Regions from separate parts of the Mus musculus genome. Here all the other regions are linked to region 3. The links are chromatin contacts, called in public promoter capture Hi-C maps. All regions are on one chromosome and are shown on one strand. Each heading gives the region's core, a stretch centred on a gene start, on an enhancer-like site or on the middle of the called end of the contact. The rest is flanking DNA. Distances are from core to core; before and after follow the strand shown. Region 1 holds the start of Ppfia1 (protein tyrosine phosphatase, receptor type, f polypeptide (PTPRF), interacting protein (liprin), alpha 1). Region 2 holds the start of Mrpl23 (mitochondrial ribosomal protein L23). Region 3 holds the start of Nap1l4 (nucleosome assembly protein 1-like 4). Region 4 holds the start of LTO1 (ABCE maturation factor).

Region 1 (2,700 bases), core at 28-2,527, 1.0 Mb before region 3:
GTCTGGCTTGAGCATTTCCTCAAATCCAAACCTGAGATCAAGGCAACTGAGAACTTGTGTGCAGTGGCTGATAGTCCTTAAAGACTTTGCTGCTTCTATTTACATTCTGACTTGTTTTGTGGAAAAAGGTCTCATTATATAGATCGGGCAAAACTCAGAGATCTGCCTGCCTGCCTCTGCTTTCTGAGTGCTAGGATTTCAGGTGGGCACTATTGTGCTTGGTTATACTTGTAACTTGACTTTGTAATTAATTACTGACTTCTTGAAACAGGAATCTGCCCATGTAACCCTGACTGTCCTGGCTCTCTATGTAGCCTATACTAGTCGACAGTATTCTTGCCTTGGCCTTTGGAAAGTTTTATTGGCTTTTCAGTTATGGTTGATGATCATTTTGCTTTGGTTTCTGGACTATTTTATTGGCGTTAATTAAAAAAAAAAGTTTTAAAACAAGGTCTCAGTATGTACTCCTGGCTGTCCTGAAACTCACTATGTAGACAAGGCTAGCTTGAACCCAGAGATCTGCCTGGGTGCTGGGAATAAAGGCGTGTAGCACCAAGGCCAGCTAGCTTTTTATTTTTACGTGGAGTCTGGGAAATGGAACTTAGGTTCTAATACTTGCAAGAGTGACTGAGCCCTTACATTTTGTTGTTGTTGTGTGTGCGCGTGTGAATGTGAGCACATGTATGCACCCACACGATACATGTGTGCAGGTCAGAGGACAACATTCAGGACTATGTAGGTTCCGAGGATCTACTGCAGGTCTTCTGGGTCCTAGGGTTCGAACTCAGTCGTCAGGGTTGATGGCAGTAGCCTTTGTTTGTATTTTACAGGCAGAGTCTCCACCTTGCTGTAATTCTCCTGCCTCAGACTTCTGAAGGGTAGGCATAGAGGTAGAAGGTACCTTGCCCGACCTGTCAGCACTTTCCGGTTTTGCAGGTGGTCCGGCGGGACTCCCCAGAGGTCTTGGGTTTTGAGGGGGGGGGCGAGTGCTCAGGTGACGTCGGCGTTTGGGTGACGTCAACACACACACACTGGCGTGAGAGCACGGAAGCAGGACTGCGAGCTGCGCACACCTGCCAGAGATCTTTACCGGTGTTTCCACGGTCGCCCTGTCTCCGCAGGGGGTTGGCCTGCCGGGGGCGGGGCTAAAGCGAGGACTAGCCAATTGGATCTCCCGATAGACCGCCCGCCCACTACCGCGGATCTAGCGCATGCGCACGGCCCCGCGGCCAACCTCTCCCGCGGGGGGCGGTGCTGACGCTCGCGCCGACGCGCCGGACGTCGGGCACGTTGACGCCGGCGACGCGCCGGGCCCGGTTCTCTGCGCTCGCTAGTGTCCCGCGGCGGCGGGCCGGCCTTCGTGACGAGCGGGGCGGCGGGCCCGGGGGCCGGGCGAGGACGCAGCCGCGGGGCTGCGTGGGTCGGCCCGCAGCCGGCCGCCGCCCGAAGGCCGCTTCATAGCCCCGGAGCCGCGCCCGCCGGCCAAGGTGAGGGCGGGTGGAGCGGGCCGCGCTGGGTGGCGGGCCAGGGTCGGTGGGGCCGGGTCGGCAGGGTCAGTGTGCGGGGGTCAGCAGAGCCAGCAGAGTTGCGGCTAGCCTGGCAAAACGGGTTGATAGCAGTTAGGTCCGAGTTCGCTTAGACTGGCCAGAGTAAGTGAGGTTGGGGGCAGTGAGGCTGTGGGGTCAGCTGAGCCAGGCCGGGGCAGCGGGTGCTGCTCAGATGCACCTGCAGCGCCTTCTGCTTCATCCTCCACCCTGTGCCCTGACAGCATGCAATCTCTAGTTCCATCTCACCTTTTCCTCCTCCTCCTCCTTTTTTTTTTTTTTTTAACCTAGCCCTGTTGTCCCGACTTCCTAGATTCCCAGTGTGGGTATATTTTCTCTTTCTGTTCTTTTCCCCTGTCTTTGACTGTGAACTTATGTAAGTTGGGTTGGCTGACCAACCGTTACACAGCAGCAGGCCTTTGCTAAACACTTCTGTCCAGACTTTAAAAAGCCAATCCAGTTGCTTTTTCCGCTGATCACCAAATATCCAGCCCCACAAGTCAGGGTGCCTGCTAGTCCTTCCCAGGAGCTGACTGCACACATTCCTGGAGGATGCTTGGGTCCATAGTGCTGGTGTTTTGTCAGTTTCCAGTCTTCTTCTGTGGTTGAGGGACTGTTTGGAATCTCTCTTCCTGAGGAAACTGTCTTCAGCTGTTAAATGTGGATTTTAAACAGACCCCCACTGGTTGGAGGTGAGCATCCCAGCTCCTCTTGCTCCCAGGACTGTCTCCCCCAATCTGCTCATTATATTGACCTGTGCATGCTACTTCCCAGAGTGTGTGCATCCAGAGTGGATGATCGTCACGGATAGCTCTGGGGCTGTCAGCCTTTTTCTCATTAGCCACAGGTGGTGCTCAGAAAGCTGCAGGTTTGTGGAAACTCTTGTTCTGCACCTACTGATTGTGGTCTGTACCGTTCCTTTTTCAAGATGATGTGCGAGGTGATGCCGACCATTAGTGAAGCAGAAGGCCCTCCAGGAGGAGGTGGGAGCCATGGGTCAGGCTCCCCTTCACAGCCAGATGCTGATTCGCATTTTGAGCAGCTCATGGTTTCCATGTTGGAAGAACGGGACCGCCTTCTGGACACACTAAGAGAGACACAAGAAACACTGGCATTAACCCAGGGGAAGTTGCATGAAGTTGGTCATGAAAGAGAT
Region 2 (2,789 bases), core at 275-2,774, 1.0 Mb after region 3:
CCCCACCCCCACCCCCAGGGCCCACAGAAGTTCCTTGAGAGGGAGGAAAACAGGCTGGGGGCTAGAGAAGACAGTGTTTCCAACATGGCTCCGAGCTAGCAACACCTCACTGGACACCTAAAACTATCTAAACAAGCAGGACTTGGTGGGATAGCCAGTTTCCACCATTATCAGGCCTGTAGAGAAAGCAGGATCTCTGCCTGGTGGTCCTGCTCGCCTCCATGCCCACCTGAGCAGACATGGAGAAGGACAGGAGAAACTCAAGGACTGGGATTACTAGAGACTCATAGTTCATGGTCCCCAGGTGGAGGGTGGGTACACAGGACCACCCTAGGGTCACACTGATAACCGAGGTGTGGCATGTGGGCCAGACCTCTAAGTCTTGGGAGCACCACACTGGAAGCACCAAGCTGAGGGCACCAGAGAAGTTTCAGGGCTGAGAAGCAGGTACCAGAGTTTCAGATGACTCCCAAGGTAGCATGGTGGGAGCCTCAGAAGCAGGCCCCATCGCTAAATGTTTGCCAAACTCAATGACTCAAGAGCCTACCTAATGGTCAAATTAGAGGTCTGGCCTTTTAGGGCTCTCTTAACTTCTTTTCTACTATTATTATTTTTTTTTTTATGAGCAGCCCCAAACAGCATATCTCAAATGGAACTCTTGGCTCTCTCTTCTCGCTGGGAGCCTGGTTCCCAACTGGTAGGCTGTTAACCTAGTCCTCCTCAAAGCTCAGGTCTCATCCCTGGTCTCACTCTGCCCCCACCCACCTGTCACTCATTCACGCATGGGTCCAACCAGCTCCCTGCAAAGCCAGGGGGTGAGCCCAAAAGCTGAACTAGACTGGCCCTGCCTCACACTGGCCTGGTTCAGAGGTCCCTGGTCTCCCAGCCAGTCTGCGGAAAGAAATCACAAGGTTGCCCACCAGGGAACCAGCCCTCACCCCTTCTTATTGCAGGGTCCCCCCAATTCTGCTTCCACGAGAACTCTCAAAACCGCATTAATGCTCAACCTAGGGCCACCCAACCAGTGGGTCACGTGTTTACTGAACACATGTTTCCGGCTCAGACTGTGGGAGGCTAGCACTGCTGGCCACGTGGAGACCGGTGAATGTAGCAACTTTGGGGGACTTGGGCCAGGGGTCCTGCAGGCAACGGCCAATCCTGGCTCAGCCCTGGCTGTCTGCCAAAGCAGGCTGTAGCCGCTGGCTGTGATTGACAGCCAGGACACTAAGCCGAGGTGGCCCTGCCGCGTGGACCCTGGCGGGTTTCCCGCCGCGTGCGGGCGCCTCCGGCTTCCGGCCCGGGCCCCGCACCCACCCGACCTGGGCTGCTTAGCCCGTTCCGCGGGTCACGACTTTACTCACAACACATTCCGCGCCATGGCAGCCGCACCTCCTGGTCAGGAAGGAGCGACACCCGCCCCGCACAGCGCCCGCGCTGGCACAGCGCCCCCTCGCTTCCGGAGGCCGCGCTACCCTCTCCCTGCACCGCAGGGCCCCGCACTTTCGGTGTCCCGCAAACCCCACCCCACCCCCAACCCCGCACCCGAAAAGCCCCTCCCCCACCCGTGCACCGTAAGCTGCTTGCGCACCGCCCCCGGCACAGCGCACCCCGCCTCTCAGCCATAAAAACAGTGAACAGCCCCGCCCCTCACCCGGCCCCGCAAAAAGCCGGCATACACTCTGTACCCATTTGCCCCATCCCAGCACCACACAGAATCCTGCATACCTCTCGGTGTATAGTGTACCTCCCTGTTCTTCAACCTGTAAGCACCCTACAGTACATGCTTTCCCACCCACAAGGGCACCACACTTTGCCATGAGCAGTCCCGCATCTCTGCACTGCTGGCTGGTGGATTCTACAAAGGGCAACTACTATCCTGTTTCCCCACCCCAACATTGCATGGCCCCACCAAGCACAGTCATACACCTTGTACCCCCCCCCCCAAATCTGCTCTGTGAATCTACTCTGTTCCCTTGCTGTAGGTGGTCCAGCAGTACCTTTGTCCCCACTCCCCTTTTTCTGGACTGGACGAAACCACCCCATAAGGCTCACCAAGGCCTGGCCACATAGCCCCCACCCTGTGTTCCACAGCCTAGTCTTTCTCTAGGCTCTGCCAGCTCTTTGTCCCCTTTCCCACATAAGCACATCAGAGGCTACACCCATGCCCTATCCCACATAGGACCCTAGCCCCCCTCAACAATTAAGTCACAGCCTCGCCAACAATCCCTTGGGCAGCAGAGATGGGGAAGGGTGGGGTGGACTGGATCTCTTGTATGAAGTCTACGGCCCCTCTCCCAATCCAGACTGGGTTGTTTTCCCTTCCAGGCAAGACTCCCAGGACCCCCTCCTTTCTCCTTCCCTCCCTTTCTTGGCTGCCCAGCCACATTTGCAGCCCAGCAGCACTGCATACTCCCTGTCCCAGGAGCCCCTGGCCACACCTCCTTCAAGAGGCCACTAGCCTCCCAAGGCCTTGCTGTTCACAAGTCCTCAGCCCTGCAGGTCAGAGACCCTCCAGCTTCGTCCTAACTAAGGGATCCCTGCCCATAGCTCTTGTCCCGACTTGGTGGTCTTGCTGCTCTCTCCTGCTTCCTGGCCCATCTCTCCCCATAGGTTCTCTCTGCTGCTTTCCAGCTCCCTCGGTCCTTGTTAAGTTTCTGTCTGTACCCCACGGCAACATAGTTGTGTTTGGGGGCTCAGGAAAGGAGACATGGGTGGAGATATCAGGCACATTATAAGAGGCCATCATGGTGGCTCTGGGAGAAGCATCTAGGTCACCCATTTAATGATCA
Region 3 (2,700 bases), core at 117-2,616:
CAGCACCGGAGAGGCAGAGGCAGGTGGATTTCTGTGAGTTTGAGGGCATCCTGGTCTACAGATCGAGTTCCAGAACAGCTAGGGCTACACAGAGAAACCCTGTCGTGGAAAAGCAAAACCAGCCACTAACCAATCAAAATGTCAGGAAAAAAAAATGTATGTCAGAAAAAAATGTAAGTAAAAACATACGAGCTTATTTACTTTCCTTAATTTTGTAAGCGAAACTGTTTATACATAGTTCCAATTTAAGAATGAAAGAGAAGTAATACAGAAAAACAATGCTGTAGACCTTCTGGCCTTCAGTAACCACACTTCATTTTAAGTTTTTGTTTTTCAGACAGGGTTGCATGTTGCTCAGACTGGCCCCACACTGGCTACATAGTTGGAAGTGACAAACTGCTCATTCTGTCACCTGTATCTCTTATCTCAGAAGTACTGGGATTGAAGGCATGCATGTTGCACCATACCCAGCTTTGTTTCCAACTGCCCTGTTCGTAGAATTTGTTAGGAAAACACACATTATCTGCAAGCAAGTTATTTATTCTTATCAGATGTTGTCTATTGCTTCAATGAAAACACCATGACCAAAAAGCAAGTTAGGGAGGAAAGGGTTTATTTGGCTTACACGTCTATATTGCTGTTCATTACTGAAGGAAGTCAGGATAGGAACTCAAGCAGGGCTGGAACCTGGAGGCAGAAGCTGATGCACAGGCCATGGAGGGGTGCTGCTTACTGGCTTGTGCAGCTTGCTTTCTTACAGACACCACCAATAAGCCCAGGGGTGGTACTACCCACAATGGGCTGGGTCCTCTCCCACCAATCATTGAGAAAATGCCTTACAGTTGGATCCTATGGAGGCATTTTCTCAAAGCTCCCTCCTTTCAGATAACTCTAGTTTGTATCAAATTGACACACAAAACCAGCCAGTACAGATGTGCTGAACTTTTCTATCAGAAGGGTAGTCCCATGCCAGGCAGGCACTGTAGACAGAGGGTCAGAAGGCCTTGAGAAGTAGGCGGTGCTTTTCCCAGGCCGGGGGAAGGCAGGGAGTTGTAAGTAATCTGGAAAGAGCGTTGCCGATGTGGTCCAGGAAGCTCAAACCCTAGAGGTTGTAACAAGCCCAAAGTCCTACACGCGCGCCCAGCAGCCCCTTTAAAGAAGCACGAACTGCGCGTGCGCCGGAACACACGTCACTACTCTAACTACATATAGCTCGCGGGCTTAGGCTGGACGCCGTGCTCCCTCAACAGATTTTGATTGGATACCGCCTTTCCTAGTGCCTGGTGCAGTTGATAAACAGCTCTATTGTCCATTCGTCGCCCGTTTTGCTCGCAGAGGGTGGAGCCCGGCGATACGGCCAATGGCAGGTGGTTTTGTTGGCGACCACGGCGGTGCAGCCCCGGAGCGAGCTTAGGACAGGCGCCACTGCCGCAGGAGGCGCGAGGTGCGGTGCTGGCGGGTAACGGCGCGGCGGGCGGCTGGCGAGGGACTGGGGCGGAGGAGGCGGAGACGGGGAGGAGTGGGCGGCGCGGGCAGGCCGACGCGCCATGGCGGCGAGCAGAGGCGGGCGGCGACCGGGTCAGAGGTCCGGGTGGCGGGTGGCGGCGGATGGCGGGCCGGTCCCTCCTCCGTGCAGCCCCGCCCCCGGCTGAAGGTCAGCGCGCTTTGTTCCCGCCGCCCGAGAACCCACGCGAAGCGGCGCAGGCGGTTCCTTGAGAGGACAAGGCCTCCCCAGCGAGGTGGGCCTGGGTACGCCTCGTCTCAGACCGCGCCTGGGAAGGAAGGGGTCTACTGGGCCGCCGCCTCGCCCTTCCGGGCTTTGCATGCTCTCCGCACAGTGCCCCGGTCTCTGAGCCAGACCTCACTCTCTGAGCCTGCGGTGGAGGCGGAGCCAGCCTAGTGACACACACTGAGCCTTCAGACCCGGGCGCCCCTAACGGGTTCAGGGTCGTCAGCAGTACCCCTTCTTCCGAGGGTATCCTTGGGGCAAGTTGGCCCGCACTTCCTCCAACTCTGCTTCGCTGCCTCTTGGAGGAATTTCCGCGGTAGCTTCCGGCGCGTGCGCTGCGGTAACGAGCATATGCATATTCCACAGCAAAAAGACTCAAGTTTAAGTTTTTGGTCCAAAAGTTAAATGCTTTTAAGTTACTGCCGCCTTCCTGTCATAGTAGTTGCTTCCTCTCGGTGACTAATCTCCGCTTACTACACACCAGGGGCTCCTTTAAGCTCCTGACGTGTCTTAACTCATTCACAATAGTACGTGATGTAGGTGCAACAGGCTGACTGTGCATTAGCAAGAAACGCCTGGGTTTTGAAGTGGTTCGGTTTGTGGAATATTTGTAGGTCTGACAGATGAGCGTACCTAATCTGGAAATCCAAAATGTGCTCGAAAAGAAGTGGGTTTTGGGACGTTCTGATTTCTTTTCTTCTTCTTCTTTTTTTTTTTTTTTTTTTGGTATAGGAGTATTCGACCTGTATTGCAAATTAAGTCCCTGATAGGTTAAGTGTGATGGTACCTTGCATCTAAATTCAAATAGATTTAATCTGGCTCAGTTTTAATAATAAATGTTTATTATTAAATAAATAACGTATTGAAACAAATATTCAGATGAACAGTAAGATTCAGAGAAAGCAGGGCTTTGATAGGACTAGAGTATAGTTCACCTGTCGGGTAGTCTACAGCTGTATCATTTTAACTAA
Region 4 (2,700 bases), core at 99-2,598, 1.4 Mb before region 3:
GATATCCCTCCCCATGGAATCTGTGATAAAGAAACACACATCATCAGGCAAGATACCTCTTCCTGCCTTGTATTATCCAGATCCCACTGGACCCAGCAGTCTGGGTAGTAGGAAAAGCTTAAAACTCAAGTCACAGAATACAGCTTCTAGGTCTAGCTCTTCTACACCCTGGCCCATTACTGTGCCCATTAGTCCCATTTTTGAGGCAGTATCTCACTGTGCAGCCAAGGCTGGCCTCCAATTCAAGCAGCCCTGCCTCTAGCTCTTGAATGCTGAGATTACAGGTGTGTGCCACCATCTCCAAGAGGAGCCCTGATACATATGGGCTACATTCTGTGGCAAACACTCTACTAACTGAACTACAGCCCCAACCCCTAGAAAGCCAGGTTATCATCTGTAACTGTAGGTAGGCTACACAGATGACTACCAAACCCAGCCGAGCACCAGAACCCACAAGGAAAATGTAAAGATACAAACTCAAGCAAGCTCGGAACACACTAGGAATCTACTTTTGAAAATGTAGGTGTGAGGGTAGGTGCATCTGAGCCTACATGCCATCATAACTCAACCTGTTTGTTTCTAAAACACTCCAAGCACCCAGGACTCCTCACACCTCTGTAGAGGTACAGAAAATGTCCCCAAGATCAAGACAGTATGCCACCACTGGGATGCTCTGGGTAGGTGGGTATTATTGTGTCTAAGAGTTCAACCCTCAAACTGGCAATAAATTGCTGCCGGCGCTGTTGAAGGAATGTTCTGGAAGCCCCCATGTGAGGCAGTGAACAGCTCCCCATTTGGGGGCGTGGGCATCTGCCAGGACCCGACTCCCTAAACCGAGCCTGAGCAGTCACCCGGGGAGGTACCCAACCCACAATGAGCAGCCAGCCTGGAGAGGCCAAGATGACCTGGGCCACCGTCCCGCCCAGGCGTTCCCTGGGGACTTTTCAGGATCCAAAGGGGCCTGCCCGACATATCCATCAGCAGACCCATGAATACCGCCGTATGTGCGGCAATTAAAGGACAAGAAAAAGTGGCAGCTCGCAGATGGCGAAGGCGGGTATCCCCGAGGACTGCCCAGCAGCTGCCGGGGCGGGGCGGAGCCGGGTCTCTCTGCCCACCTCTCATCCGCCATCACGACGGCGTCAAATATGTCCTGCTCCACGGCCATGGCGGTGTCTCGGCTCTCCCCCGGCCCTCGCATTCCTTTCATTCTGTGTAGTAATCGCCAACTGGCGAGACGCGATCACAAACGCCCGGATTGTCAGAATGAAGAAGACACTTCCGTGTATGCCGCGCGGAGCAGGGCGGGTAAGGACGGCAAGCTAAAGAAGCCAAAAAAAAAAAAAAAGCCCATCCCACTGCGCATGGGTAGATGCTACATGGGCGGGGCTAGCCCGAGGGAAGCCTTGCTCCTCCTCCTTGGTACCGCTCGCTCCGTGGTGGGTGGGGCGGGTCAGGTCGCTTGGGGCACGTCGTCTGGGTCGCTCGCGGTGTCCAGACGAACCCTGCTTTTATTTTCAAAATCCAAACAGATGGGACCGAATTCACAAACGTGGGTCTTAAAGAAATGAGAAAAGTTACCAAAGATCTGGCACAGGGGCGTTCCCAGGAAATGGAGGAAGGGCCCAAGGGGCAGGCTTCAAGGAGGGAGGAGTATCCGGCATCCTCTGCTGTCACCGGACTGTCAATCACCGCATCTGTACACTGCACCGGACCCTCCCTGAGGGCTGGAAACGATTTGATACTGCGATATCCTAAAGGGCAGATAATAAATATTGCCCCCAGACATGAAAATGCCCTTGGGGGGGGGTCTTTGAAAATGAAAAAGGTTGTGTGTGCCAGTTACCTTGTTTTTTTTTGGTCTTTTTGTTATTTTGTCTTTTTTTTTTTTTTTTTTTTTTTCCAGAGCTGAGGACCGAACCCAGGGCCTTGCGCTTGCTAGGCAAGCGCTCTACCACTGAGCTAAATCCCCAACCCCGAACGCTAGCACTTGCTGCCAGTATTTAAAGCAAAACTGAAGTATTTCATACACAGTCAAGTATCAGGTGGTTCCGAAGGGCTGGCCGGCAGGAGGAGCCACTTTGTCCAAGCGCTCCAATCTCACAGGCACCCACTCTTCAAACAGCAGAAATTGAAGTTAGTTTTCTCATCATTTCCATCAGAGATACCTTCCAAAGTATAGTTTTAAAGAGTATTCCACAGTACAGTAAGTTCCTTAGGCAACAATTGCTAACAAGTTAATCAGCTCCTGTATAAAAGAGACCAGAGATACAACACTGTAATTGATGGAGGGCTGAATAAGTAAACACGCCACTTGAACTGAATTTCATCTGTGCAAATGAATCCTTAACTATAACAAAATGCTTTTTGAAAATGAGAACTACTGTGTCAGACAGAAGAGAGAAGTTTGAGTCTGGTGATGAACATGATGGCATGTTGACTGAAGAAGAGATAAGCCTGGAGAACAGCCTAGAATGTCTCCTAGGAGTAAAACTTCCGTGATAAAAATAAAATCACAAACTTCAGGAAGGATAGAGCAGTGAGCACTCGCCATGACAGGCAAGTATGGTTTCTCAGGAAAATAAAGTGAGTCCCTCACACTCTGCTCACGCTGCTCACACTGCTCATCAGAAGAGTCTACACCAAGTAAAAAGTTAACCACAAAAAGAAAAAGGAGGCCAGGTGCGGTGGCAAAGGTCT

The links. Promoter capture Hi-C pulls out the DNA fragments that hold promoters and counts their contacts.
Region 1: a promoter capture Hi-C map of pre-B cells shows a contact between it and region 3, with 2.3 times the contacts expected there. The contact joins the promoter of Ppfia1 here to the promoter of Nap1l4 in region 3. A contact is called at or near these places in 1 of 39 promoter capture datasets (pre-B cells) and 1 of 115 datasets of contacts at active chromatin or transcription factors (large pre-B cells).
Region 2: a contact with region 3 is called in a promoter capture Hi-C map of pre-B cells, with 4 times the contacts expected there. The contact joins the promoter of Mrpl23 here to the promoter of Nap1l4 in region 3. A contact is called at or near these places in 3 of 39 promoter capture datasets (the C10 cell line, liver and pre-B cells).
Region 4: a contact with region 3 is called in a promoter capture Hi-C map of pre-B cells, with 4 times the contacts expected there. The contact joins the promoter of LTO1 here to the promoter of Nap1l4 in region 3. A contact is called at or near these places in 3 of 39 promoter capture datasets (erythroid cells, hippocampal neurons and pre-B cells).

What each region holds. Positions count from the first base shown.
Region 1 is chr7:144,552,306-144,555,005 of GRCm38.p6, reverse strand. Ppfia1 (protein tyrosine phosphatase, receptor type, f polypeptide (PTPRF), interacting protein (liprin), alpha 1) reads left to right here and starts at 1,277. Exons shown (of 32, transcript NM_001195086.1): 1 at 1,277-1,487; 2 at 2,473-2,700. The coding sequence starts at 2,473. It also overlaps the pseudogene Gm35626.
Region 2 is chr7:142,531,767-142,534,555 of GRCm38.p6, reverse strand. Mrpl23 (mitochondrial ribosomal protein L23) reads right to left here and starts at 1,524. Exons shown (of 5, transcript NM_011288.2): 1 at 1,362-1,524. The coding sequence starts at 1,378.
Region 3 is chr7:143,547,786-143,550,485 of GRCm38.p6, reverse strand. Nap1l4 (nucleosome assembly protein 1-like 4) reads left to right here and starts at 1,366. Exons shown (of 16, transcript NM_008672.3): 1 at 1,366-1,444.
Region 4 is chr7:144,913,748-144,916,447 of GRCm38.p6, reverse strand. LTO1 (ABCE maturation factor) reads right to left here and starts at 1,348. Exons shown (of 4, transcript NM_001357869.1): 1 at 1,119-1,348; 2 at 1-20. The coding sequence starts at 1,210. It overlaps Bc1 (brain cytoplasmic RNA 1), which reads right to left and starts at 1,978. Exons shown (of 1, transcript NR_038088.1): 1 at 1,825-1,978.